Linked DNA regions of Sus scrofa: all the other regions are linked to region 3. Evidence: chromatin contacts called from public HiChIP or PLAC-seq data. All regions are on one chromosome and are shown on one strand. The core of a region is the stretch at or near the end of the contact, and the rest is flanking DNA. Distances in the headings are between cores, read along the strand shown.

The links. HiChIP or PLAC-seq counts read pairs in DNA pulled down with a chosen protein or histone mark.
Region 1: an H3K27ac HiChIP or PLAC-seq map of alveolar macrophages shows a contact between it and region 3. The contact joins two enhancer-like sites. A contact is called at or near these places in 1 of 47 Hi-C or Micro-C datasets (embryonic fibroblasts) and 1 of 2 datasets of contacts at active chromatin or transcription factors (alveolar macrophages).
Region 2: a contact with region 3 is called in an H3K27ac HiChIP or PLAC-seq map of alveolar macrophages. The contact joins two enhancer-like sites. A contact is called at or near these places in 1 of 47 Hi-C or Micro-C datasets (epiblast stem cells) and 1 of 2 datasets of contacts at active chromatin or transcription factors (alveolar macrophages).

What each region holds. Positions count from the first base shown.
Region 1 is chr2:144,494,046-144,497,940 of Sscrofa11.1, reverse strand. The region is part of intron 10 of ARHGAP26 (rho GTPase-activating protein 26); the gene reads right to left. Among named protein-coding and RNA genes, the nearest start is that of ARHGAP26, 190 kb to the right of the region's middle. Within about 2 kb of position 1,555, at least 33 of the 83 cell types and tissues checked have an H3K27ac peak or open chromatin away from gene starts, as enhancers often do. A contact at or near this core is called in alveolar macrophages, where this site is marked.
Region 2 is chr2:144,554,957-144,558,618 of Sscrofa11.1, reverse strand. All of the region lies in intron 11 of ARHGAP26 (rho GTPase-activating protein 26), which reads right to left. Among named protein-coding and RNA genes, the nearest start is that of ARHGAP26, 260 kb to the right of the region's middle. Within about 2 kb of position 2,113, at least 28 of the 83 cell types and tissues checked have an H3K27ac peak or open chromatin away from gene starts, as enhancers often do. A contact at or near this core is called in alveolar macrophages, where this site is marked.
Region 3 is chr2:145,142,415-145,146,286 of Sscrofa11.1, reverse strand. No RefSeq gene overlaps it. Among named protein-coding and RNA genes, the nearest start is that of NR3C1, 210 kb to the right of the region's middle. Within about 2 kb of position 1,471, at least 13 of the 83 cell types and tissues checked have an H3K27ac peak or open chromatin away from gene starts, as enhancers often do. A contact at or near this core is called in alveolar macrophages, where this site is marked.

The sequences.
Region 1 (3,895 bases), core at 306-2,805, 650 kb after region 3:
TGTGGGGCAGTGGAAACGAATCCAACAGCATCCATGAGATGCGGGTCTGATCCCTGGCCTCGCTCAGTAGGTTGGCAACACAGCGTTGCCGTGAGCGGTGGTGTGGGTCGCAGGTGTGACTTGGATCCCACCTTGCAATGGCTGTGGTGCAGGCCGGCGGCAGCAGCTCTGATTTGACCCCTAGCCTGGGAGCTTCCATTTGCTGCAGGTACGACCCTAAAAAGCAAAAAAAAAAAAAAAAAAAAAAAAGAAAGAAAGAAAAAAGAAAGAATTTTCCAGAATCGGGCTTCTAATTATCTAGAAAGGATCAATCCTAATGAATGAATGAATGATAACGTATTATAACTATAGCCACTGATCTGGGAGGAAAGCACGCCAAATAGTTAGGACCAGAGCAATGATAAGAGTCTGGAGAGTAATAATGCCAATCGCATCAGATAATTTCCTCCATTTTTAAAGGAGAATGAAGTTATGAAAGATTGGAAGCCAGACAAGCACATTTTTGGCACATTGAGATGGTCTTGCATGAGACACGCTGACGGAGAGCCTGTTCTGGGCCACAGGCAGCGGGGACACAGGCGTAGCAGGTTTCAACACTGCACCAGAAGAAAGCATTCTTCATTGCTGAGATGAGACCCACTCAGAGGGAATGCAAACACTTGTTATCGCTGAGAACAAACTACGAGAAAAGATTCCAATTCAAGAAATCTTCTAGGTCGTTTCTCAATTTTTTTGTTACTCTTGCATCTCATGATGAACAGACATGCACAATAAGTGGCATTTACGGGCTGAACTGTCTCCTTTCTTCAGACTTATGTAATAGCCACATTGTGGTTTAGATTTAAAAAAAAAAACATTTTATATTTAGACGCTGCCAAATAAACTGGTATATGTAATCAATAAAACTCCAACTTTAACTGTGCAGACTAAAGACTGGAAACAGGCATAAGACAGAGGAAGAACTAATAGAACTAACACAAATAGGATTGTCTTATTTTACACCACAATCCATTAACCCACACATCCCACGCTGACTCAGACCAGATTCCAACAGCAAATACTCTCATTTAACTTTTTTAAAAAGGAAAAAAAAAAAAAAAAAAGAAACTCGGTCATTTAAAAATTGCACCAACTCTAAAGATTCTAAGAACTTCTTAACTCGCTGATTTGACAGAACAGCCAAGAAGCAGTTCAGAACGTCGGGTACCCCCCACCCCCACCGCAGCCACAAAATGAGAGCAGGAAAACACCCTCCGAGGAAGGAAAGAGCCATTTCCTCTCCGAAATGTCAATGGCTCTGAGACCGGCAACTCCAACCAACCAGCAGGAAGGCAACATCAAATATTATTTCAGACCAGGGGTGAGAAGGGGAGGGGAGGGGAAGCTTGAAACCAGGAAAAATGGATTCATCTGCTGCAAAAGATAAAGGCAGACGGCACCCCGAGGGAAAAGCAGGATGGCCTGGTTCTCAGCCCCACTCACTCGCCTGTCCTCGTCACCACCCTTAAATAAGCTGTCCCTGCAGCACAGGGCCTGACACTTGAGTGCCGAGAGCACGGGGAAACGCGCTGCTTAAACACAGGCCAGAAGGACTGAGCACGCCTGCCTCTGCAGGAAAGTGGGTATGAAATGATCCGTTCTACGAGGGTGGGAGGAAGGAATTTAGAGAGAAAGAATGAGTCATTTAGGATACCTTTCCTTTAAGGAGCAATAGCCGCCTGATTTCTTCAACACACACACACACGCATTACACACACGCACTGACAATGTACAAAGACAGCTGCTTTTCAACTGGACCGCCTAACAGTTACGAACACACATACACAACTGCCATCTAGAGGTTGAGCCCTGAACCAAAGTCTGTTACGTAAGAGGAGCGTTTTTGGAAAACACACGCCGACTTACGCTCACACCATCTCACAGACACACAGACAAGGGAGCACACGCCCCACATGTTAAACTGGAAGAGTGTTATTTTAACTTCACACTCGTATGAAGAGACATAAATTGGAAGGAGGGGCTTAAACCTTTTATCGCATACAGGAAATACAGATAAATAACACGTTAGGGGATACGCGGTGTGAAAATGGGTTCTTCCCCTAGCAGCCCCTTTGCACACAGACATTTAAGCACCTGCGCTCGCTCTCAGCTTAGGGACGACTCAGAAAATCAGGACACTCTAGGAGAGAGGTATGCCATCAAAATGCAACAAAGGGCCTCCAGGAAATACCCTCCAAAGCTGAGGTCCACCGTGAGAACAGTGAAGTCTCAGGTTTTAAGGCAGAGAGGACAACTTCAAAGGACAATCTCTTCCGACAGAGAACGCCATCAGGGAGGAATATGATAGCATATTCCATCTTCAAAAGAGTCCTGCAAGGTAGGCATGACTAGCCCCACCTTATAGATGTGGTTAAACTGCCTGCCCAGACGCACACAGCCAGCAATAGGCAGAGTCCAAGTGCAAACTTAAGCTGCTTCCATCTGTCACCTGCATCCTGCAGCCTTTCATAAAACATACTCAAAATAAGGGTGGTGACGCCTTAGAGGGTTGCGGTGGGTTTTTCAGCTCTTCCATCAATCTTTCCAGCCTCCAATATTCTTACCTTACCCAGCTTCCCATTTTCCTAGAGGTTTTTTTTTTTTTGTCCTACCCATACACAAATGCAGACTGTGTGTGTACCTGCCGATGTTTTAGTTTAAATAACAACTAACACGATTAAGCTCCTGTAGTCTCTCACAGAGTAATTCACCCAAGTCCCAAGGGAAAGAGCAAAATAATCTAACTCAAAAATTGCATTACCATAAACAAACAAAATTGAACAACCACATGCACACAGCACTGTAGTAAAAGCTGTATAAAATGATATTTTTCTCCCTCTGGGAGCAAATTACCTAAGACAGATATTCAGAATTGAACAGACTCATATAAAACATACCTAATTAAACAACCAGCCAACCATCACGAAGAAAAGCTCATACCCTGCGCAAACACACAGCACATGGTGGGAAGACGACAAGGACAGAACTGACAGAGGGTGCGACATGCCAGGCTGGGACTGGTCTGGAGGAAAGCTGTCTCTACCTATTCACGGAAAGCTTGCAAAAGGAGGACTCTGGATACGGTTTGCAGGAAAAAGCAGAGGATGACTTTGGAGAAGGAAAGGCTACGAGATTCGCTGCGCTTCACTACACTTGTGTCTTCTGTGTCAGTAAAGCCCAGAGCAGGTGGCTACGGTTAATAACGGAGGAAGGGAGGGGAGGCGAGAGGGATGAAAATGCACGCATTGCCGTCACGCCACCCATCTCTGTTAGAGCGGAGGCTGCGGCCCCTCTGTCGGTCACATCTTCCCCGCAGCACCCAGGTCCTCCAAGTCGGCTGTTACGCTCAACATCCGAGTATCAACACCTTCTGGCGCACGGATGTGTGGGCATGTGGGCCCATGCTACCATCAACGGCAAGATCCATGAAGGCAAGGACAAGGCTCATCTTGGTCCCCGTTACACCGTTGTCATCTCTCCTGAGTTGTCCTTTGCCCCCCACTCTGGAGAGGACCAAGGGCGACAATGGGTCCCTCAAGACTCCACAGAACGTCTTCCCACGTATGGGCGTCCATGGGGGTCAGCCTGTCATGGAAAATACGAAGCCTTCTAACTGCTGCCCTCCCCCAAGTATCAATACTACCCCTCGAGAGACTGTATTGATTCAGTGCATCAAAAAGAAGCTTTCTGTTTCTGTTATTTTCCATACGGCTTAGTGGTCCCCCCCGCCCCGACCCCCGCCCGGAAGATACCTGGGAAAAAATGCCACATACATCTGCGAGAAATTTCTTACAAATAAACAAAGGCAGAGATGCTGGGAAATGACCACCACCATGACGCTAGCGTAAACAAATAC
Region 2 (3,662 bases), core at 864-3,363, 590 kb after region 3:
TTGTGGCAAATACAAAAAAAAAAAAAAGTTCATGAGAGAAAAGCCTAGTTAAGCTTCATAGGGCCCTCTAGAGCGAAGAACAAAGAAAAAGAAGCGGCAAAGCAGAGGCTGGAAGAAAGCGCATTCACGTCACCCCTGAGTGTGCCCTTCCTTCTACCCCACATACCCACCCGGGGCCAAGATCCACCTGCTCTAGCACTGCCGTGGATCTGGAACCTGCCCCTCTCACCCATGTCCCTTCCTACTGCCCAAGGTCAGGGTCTGCCCTCTCATTTGACCTTGACACTGGCCTTCTCCCCGCTCTTGCTGGATCCTGTCTCTGCTCTCACCCATCAGACATTTTGCTCCTGCCCGATGCATGTGTCCCCAAACCCCAGCTCCGGCTGGAGAAGAGAAGCCTTCAGGACACCGCAATGTCGGTCTTCAAAGACTCAAAGGGCTGCCACGTGGACGTGGACGAAGGGGGAGACCTGCTAGTCTGCAGGAGATCAAAGCCAGGGTGGAGTCCCAGGAAGGCAGAGTTGAGCTGGATAAAAAGAACCGCCAGCTAAGAGCTCCCCAGAGGCCGCTAAGGCAGAGACTGTCCTTCCCGCACACAGAACAAAGTCCTGTTTCGTCCAGAAAAGGGCCCAGGGCATCCGGGGGTGACACATTCAGCTTCATTTGAGGCTTCATTGTTGGGAGCCTGTCCTCTCACCTGTACCAGAGCTGGACAGATTCCAAACAAAGGGAAAGGGGCTTGGCTGAGGCAAGGGTGCCAGACGGAGGGTGCTGCGGGCCCTGGGCGCCTGGGGTATGGCCTTTGCCACTGGGCGCCTTCAGTAGGTTCCGGCACATTCCTGTTTGCTTAGGGGAGAGCAGTGCTCAGGGATAGTACTTGGTGGGAGTCCCAGGAGGTTTCAAAAGCGCTTCAGCATGTCTGAAAGCTCTCCAAGATGTCATTTCCTCTCCTTACCCCCCCGTCCCCGAGTTCCCACCTTACTTAATGGCTGCAACCTCCCTCAGACCCCCTCTCTGCTCTGCAGCCTACTTTATAGAATTTAATACTTCAGGATAGAGCTTTTCATTCTCCATGATCTCTAATTTCCACGTCAATCCCCGACGGCCGGTTCCGCGTCTCGCTTCCGCGGGGCTCCACCGGCCTCTTACACCTGCTGGGTACACACTCAGTCTGAGGAGGCGCTCCTGACTGAGGGACAGGGGGCTTCAGACCCAGGATGCCCTGCTTCTGTCCGAGCGTTCCTCCGTGGGTCAGAATCGGGTCATAATGACCCCGACGAGCAGCTCATTCTTACAGCGACACTTCCCACTTGGAGTGTTGCTGGCACTCACTGCCCTGCCGTGAGCCATCTCGAATGAAGCGGAAAGAATATTCGGGAAAAGGTGAAACAGCTCCTCCTGGAGCGTGGACAGGGTCGGTTCCCCAGACACCCAGCAAGCAGGTAGGCTGATTACTTGAACGTGTCCCCAGGCCTGGTGAATTAAGCCCAAGCACGGCGATGGCACAGTTAAAACCACTCTCTGTTGTGGCTACTCCCTGCCCCCACAGGACTTTGATTTGCCTGTTACCTAAACACTGTTGCCATAGTTATAATTCAGGAAGCTTTGTTGTTTGACTTCAAGAAAAAAAAAGTTGACCTCAAATCAGGGTAACACTGACTCTCAAGGCCACAATAGACCATCCGAGGGTGAGACCTGCCAAATTCCTTTAAGCTTCTAGAAGGAACTACTGTATTTTGGGTAACATGCAAGCAACAAGAAGAGGAAACTCTGCCACATTATGCAACTTCCTTGCATTTCATATTCAGAAATTCTGAAAACCCCTAGAAGCAACTTCCCTAGCTTTCAACCCGAGATCAGAGTCACAGCCAAGGTCAACAGAAACGGGACGCCAAAGAGGGGAATTAAAAAAAAAAAAATCTAAGTAATGTTCAAGTCCATCAAGTGTTTCAGGAAAATTTAAAGGCAATGGAAAGGACCACAAGCTCTCCCGATGTCACACGCACAGCAGTGACACAGAGGGCGTGTGCGCCGACGTGCCTGTAAGATGTGCCAGCTCATAATGCGAGGACTCTCCTGGCTGTAACACTTCCCGGCTTCAAGCTGATGTAACGTTCAAAAGGGTGTGAACCCACTAGCCCATCCGCGCAGGGTTTCCTTGGGGGAGCGGAGAGACTCCCTCCCCAGCGCTCAGACAGAAAAACGGCCATCTTCAACAGAGGAGGTCTTTCTGGGCTCCCACCCCTGCCCCCTCCACCCTCTTCCCCCCGCCCCCCCCACCTCCATGTCTTTGGAAAAAGTGACACAGCTCCATCAGCAGAAGAAGGAGCCTTGTTCTTCTGTGCTTTGGAAAACTGCAAATGAGCAATTCTTGGGTCCACTGTACGTGATGCTGAGGTAGAAGCACGTGAGGTCCTGCTGCCAGAGCAGGGCCCTGCCCGAGGGGAAGGGCAGCCAGAGAGTGAGTCACTGCACAAAAACCACCCCCTCAACGTCCAGCGCCTCCGTCCCATCCTCCGGAAGACTTCAGTGGCATTTACGCTGCTCTCATCAAGGCCCACAATGCCCCTTTGGGAGGCAAGAGGCAAGTTTATCCGACACAGGCACAGGTGACTTTTTCCTGTCTCACACGACGACGAGGTCAGAGTATGCATTTCTAGATGGACGTCTCAAAGCGGGACTCCCTGGAATGCTCGCTCTATCCTAAATCTAGGAATGAGCCTGATGCCGACCCATGCACAGGCAGCAAGGGGCCAGGGAAATATTCACTCTTGGATGTCCTCACCCCAAGCTGTTGCAACGGGATCCCCTGCTCTCTGACACAAGGGAACTCTGTATTTCCCGACAGTCTCCAAGGAACAGAAGGGGGTCTGCCAAGCAGGAGGGCAGATGCCAGCACTCTTTCGTTCGACAGAGCTTCGAAGTTCTCAGGTGGAGCCCCTCCTCGTCTCCACGCAGCGTGAAAGCCAGGAGGTTTATCAAGGCCCCACAGGATTTCCTGCACAGTGATGGGGGTCGAGGGTAAGCCTGGGGCCTTGGAAAAGGAACATTTGGTCTTTGGCTCCCCGGGGATCATGCATTCGTCTTCAGGAAGCTATACCCCGCCTCCCTCTCAGGGTCCTCACCGCTCCATCACAGGCAGTGCGTGGTCCACTTCCAACTCCTGGGGAGACGGGCAGACCGACTGGGGACTGGGATCAGGCCAGCCACAACGACAGTGACACCCTCTCCACCCAGCATTCACGTTGAAAAAACTGCCTCTTTCCTTTTTTCCCTCCTTCCCTCCTTCCTTTTTTCTTCTTAAGGCCACACCTGTAGCATAGGCAAGTCCCAGCACCAGGGGTCGAGGTGCAGCCGCAGGCCTACCCCACAGTCACATCTGCACCAGATCTGAGTCGCCTCTGCGACCTATGCCACAGCTGTGGCAACGCCAGATCCTTAACCCACGGAGCGAGGTCAGGAATCAAAGGCACATCCTCATGGACACTCTGTCAGGTTCTTAACCTGCCGAGCCACACTGGGAACTCCTGAAAAATATTCCAACATACAGGAGAAGAGAAAGAACTGACAGGGAGCGCCCTTAAATCCATCACCTCCATGCTGCAGGTGTGAACAGACTGTTCCGTTTGCCTTATAGCTCACATCTCTAGGCATCTGCCTAT
Region 3 (3,872 bases), core at 222-2,721:
GTCAGACGAAGCACCTAACACTGAAGTGTGAAAGGGAGCATGGTTTTGTGTGACAGAGGCCAAAAGATGCTCGATTCCTCCTCACCTGCCATAACCAAGGTCACTGAGTTCTTAATGGACCATACTGAGTTGCCATGATACAGATTCAGATTCACCCGTATCCCGCCTGATGGATTGAGATGTGACACCTAAAGCCCAGATTGTCGTGGTTGAGAAACACGAACTCAGCAGATCCTTGGAGAAGAGAACTCCCCCTCTAAGCCACTACCTATTTCCAATAGTGCTGAACAAGAGAGGAATGACAGCATTCTCCGCTATCTCAAGATTTATATGGCGCTCAGTGGTTTATAAAGCACATTTTAGTCTTTATAGGACTCTGGAGTAGCTATGACTGTAATACGCATTTTACAGACAATGAAACAAAAGACCAAAAATATTTGGTGACTTTCCCTCAATAATAGAACCAGTCAGTTTTAGAGTCTGAATTCAACCCAAGGGCTTCTGATGACAAAACAGGCTACATTTAAGCTGCACCACTTAACTGAAATAGCTGCTTTTGACCCCCTAAACAAACCGTTTGTTTGTAGCTAGTTCAAGGCATTTGTTAAAGGATAATTAGCTTTTCAATTAGGCATTTGGGAGCCATGGAAACACAGCTCCAGGGATTCAGCAGGGACCTTTTAGGATTTGAATCTCAAGGTTTCCCTCTCAGGTTATTGGGTCAAAACCTACCACATGTTAGAAAAGATTGAAATCCACTTAGCAGAGAGTTTATTGAGCATGAGCTCTTAGGAAAGAGATGACTAAATACTTCTGATAATTAGTCAAAAAGTCCTAAATTAGCAAAGCTTTCTGAGAAATTTTGACATGTTAGGAAACTCTTAGAATTATCAAACTGGTTTTCTGCAGCCTCACTGTCTCCCTGCACACACACACACATACACACACACACACACACACACACAAAAGCTACCAAAGGTCATTCTTAAATTTCCTTGCGGTTTGAGTTCCATTGCCAAATCAACAGCAGAAAATGTTGGCGCACAAGGGCACACCACTCTCTGTGTCCGGTTGCCGTGGGTCCCTGTTGGGAAAGACAGTTCCCTCAAGTGCCTGGGGCTTTGCCTTGCAATCAGGAGTGTTAAAAATAGATGTGTACACGCAGGGGAACAACCATGGGAAGTGGGTTTTTGGCATTTCCTTTGGTCATATGTGCATCTGTTACCCGCCAACTGATTTCTAGAATGTGATTACGGATAGCTTACAGTAACAATTTCTATACCAAATACCTAACTAATAAAAACATGTGACTCTTCAGGGGTACAGAAGCCAAGTCCAGTGACAAACGGAGAAGGCAATCCAGCTGATTCAGACCTTGGACTAAACAAATCAGCATAAATTATGGGCTGAAATATTCATGGTGTTGACCTCCTTCCCTTCTGTGATTCATAATTTCAGTGCTTCCCATCAATGATCTCATTCAGAACTGCAGATTGAAGTACCATCACATGCTGATGACCACAGCTCCCCTAGCGCTAGACCTCTCCACCGAGCTCCAATCTTGCGTAGCCAACATCTCCAAATGACCAGCATATGAGTGCCTGAGACTGGAACAAAGCAAAACTTTGTGGAAGTTTCCCCCAAATGAGTAAATGGCACCATCATTCACCCAGTTGCCCAAACCACCCTTAGGAATCAGCATTGATTCCACTTTTTCCCTGTCTGTTTCACCAGCAGGGACCTCCATCTTCCCCTGACCACAGCTGCTTTTCTAGTCCACACCTTCTCCATTTCTCCCCTGCACCACCAAAACATGCTTGCTTTTGCTGCCCATTCTCAGCAACCCACCCTGCTGCTGGCGCCCCTGCTAAATTCCCCCCTGCTAAACCCTCCACAGTCTTCCCATCACACTCATGATGAGGTATGGATGCCTTATCCTACAGGATCCAGGGCCGCCCCACCTGTCTGACTGATGTCCTTCTATCCCATGGACACTCCATATGCTCCTGTGTTACTGTCTCCATTCCTCAAACATATGAAGCTCATCCCTTCAAGCCTTTCCCTCCTCCTCTTCCTGGAATGCTCTCCACTCAGATCCTCACAGGATTGGTTCCTGTTGTCACTGGGGTCTCAGTTCATCCTCCAGACCTCCCCTGAGCACCCAGTTCTGTGTGACCCCTTCCACCCCTCAGCCACGAGCACACGTATCACCTCGCCGTCTTTTATTTTCCACTTGGTTCCCATCACTCCCCGGTATTATATTTTATACTTTTTCATGTTAGCACTCCTCCATTAGAAGGTGAATGAATTCTCTGAGGATCAGCACCTTGTCTAACTTCTCACTGCGTTCCCAAAGCCTGGCCAAGTTGAATGAATCCTTGCCTGATTGGGTTGATGGGGCCAAAGGCTGGTGTCATGGTTAACCCAGATGGAGCAAGGCAGCATTACTCCCAATGATAAGTGTCATTGTGTGTGCAGCCTCTGCCTCATGTAGGAATTTCTTCTGGAGGAGAAATGAAGGTTCCAGCCAGGACCACCTAACTCGGTGGGGGCAGTTTGTCACAAACTGAATCCTGCTTCATGTTCCCAGATACAAAGAGAACCAGAAAGTTTGTGACAGATTCATGTTTTCATTTACTCTGCAAATATTTATTGAGAGTATACTACATGGAGAAACTGGCGTAGTGACTGCTCAGTGGTGGAGGAGACGGAAGTAGTCTCTGGTTTCGTAGAACTCATAGTCTAGTGGGGGAGACATGGTTAACGATTAACTACACAAATAAATGGTGGGTTATTTTGTGATGGGAGCTAGGAGGAAAGCACAGGAGGCTATGTCAGGGAGACCTCTGTGCCAAAGATATTCAGATAAAGGGTCTCTGAGAAACCATCACACAAGGTCGGCACTGAGGCAGGCTGGCAGAAGGAAGCACCACCACCAGGCCAATCCTGCCTTGCTCCCCTTCTCTTTCCCTCCACTGTCATTCCATTTACTAGAAAGGAGGCACACGCAGCACAAGGCTGGGTGACCCTACTGCCTCCAACCATTGGTCTTGAGCCAGCTGATCAGTGATGTGCTCACCTTTGGTCCTTCCTCCTACTCACGAAAAATCAGGATGTAGCCAAGAGCTCACCTGGGCAGGAACAGTACCACATGACTGCCAGCACTGGGACTTCATCAGCATGCTCGATGGCTGGCACCGAGAGCTTTGTGTGTACCAGCCGGCATTCTAAGCATTTCCTCTCCCGATGGCCTTCTGTCTTCACTGCTCTTGTGGTAACTACAAGCATGCATTCCCTTTACAGATGAGAAAACTGATATACAGAGAATTGAAGTAACTTACCCCAGGTCAGAGGAGAAAGTGACAAACCCAGAATAAAAACCAGGTCTGTCAGCCCCCTCTGAGCCACCAGACAAAGACCCTTCTCTGTGGCAGAAATCAATGACTGGAAACTTCTCCAGGGCAGCCAGGAACTAGTACAAGGGGGGCCCTGCAGTCCCTGAGATAATTTGGGATGAAAGGAGATGCCTTGGATTCAAGGCTCTGTGTTGCTTGATGTTACCGGATGTAAACCCTCCTCAGTATCTGTTTACTAATCACATTCTGTACTCTCAAGGCACAGCATACTTTGAAGATAAGACTCATTCGTTCTCAGAAAATTTCTTTGAGTCAGAAACCATCCTGATTACTTTGCAGATAAGGCAACTGAGGCAGAAGGCCAACAAACCAATATGGCCACATCTCCTAAGTTGTATCAGAAGCAGAAGACACACTGCAGGTCCCATCACTTGTGCTCCATGGGCTGGTCACCCAGCATCTCCAAGCCTCAGCCGCCTCGTCCACAGAATGAGGGAACTAGAGGGGCTTGCGCAC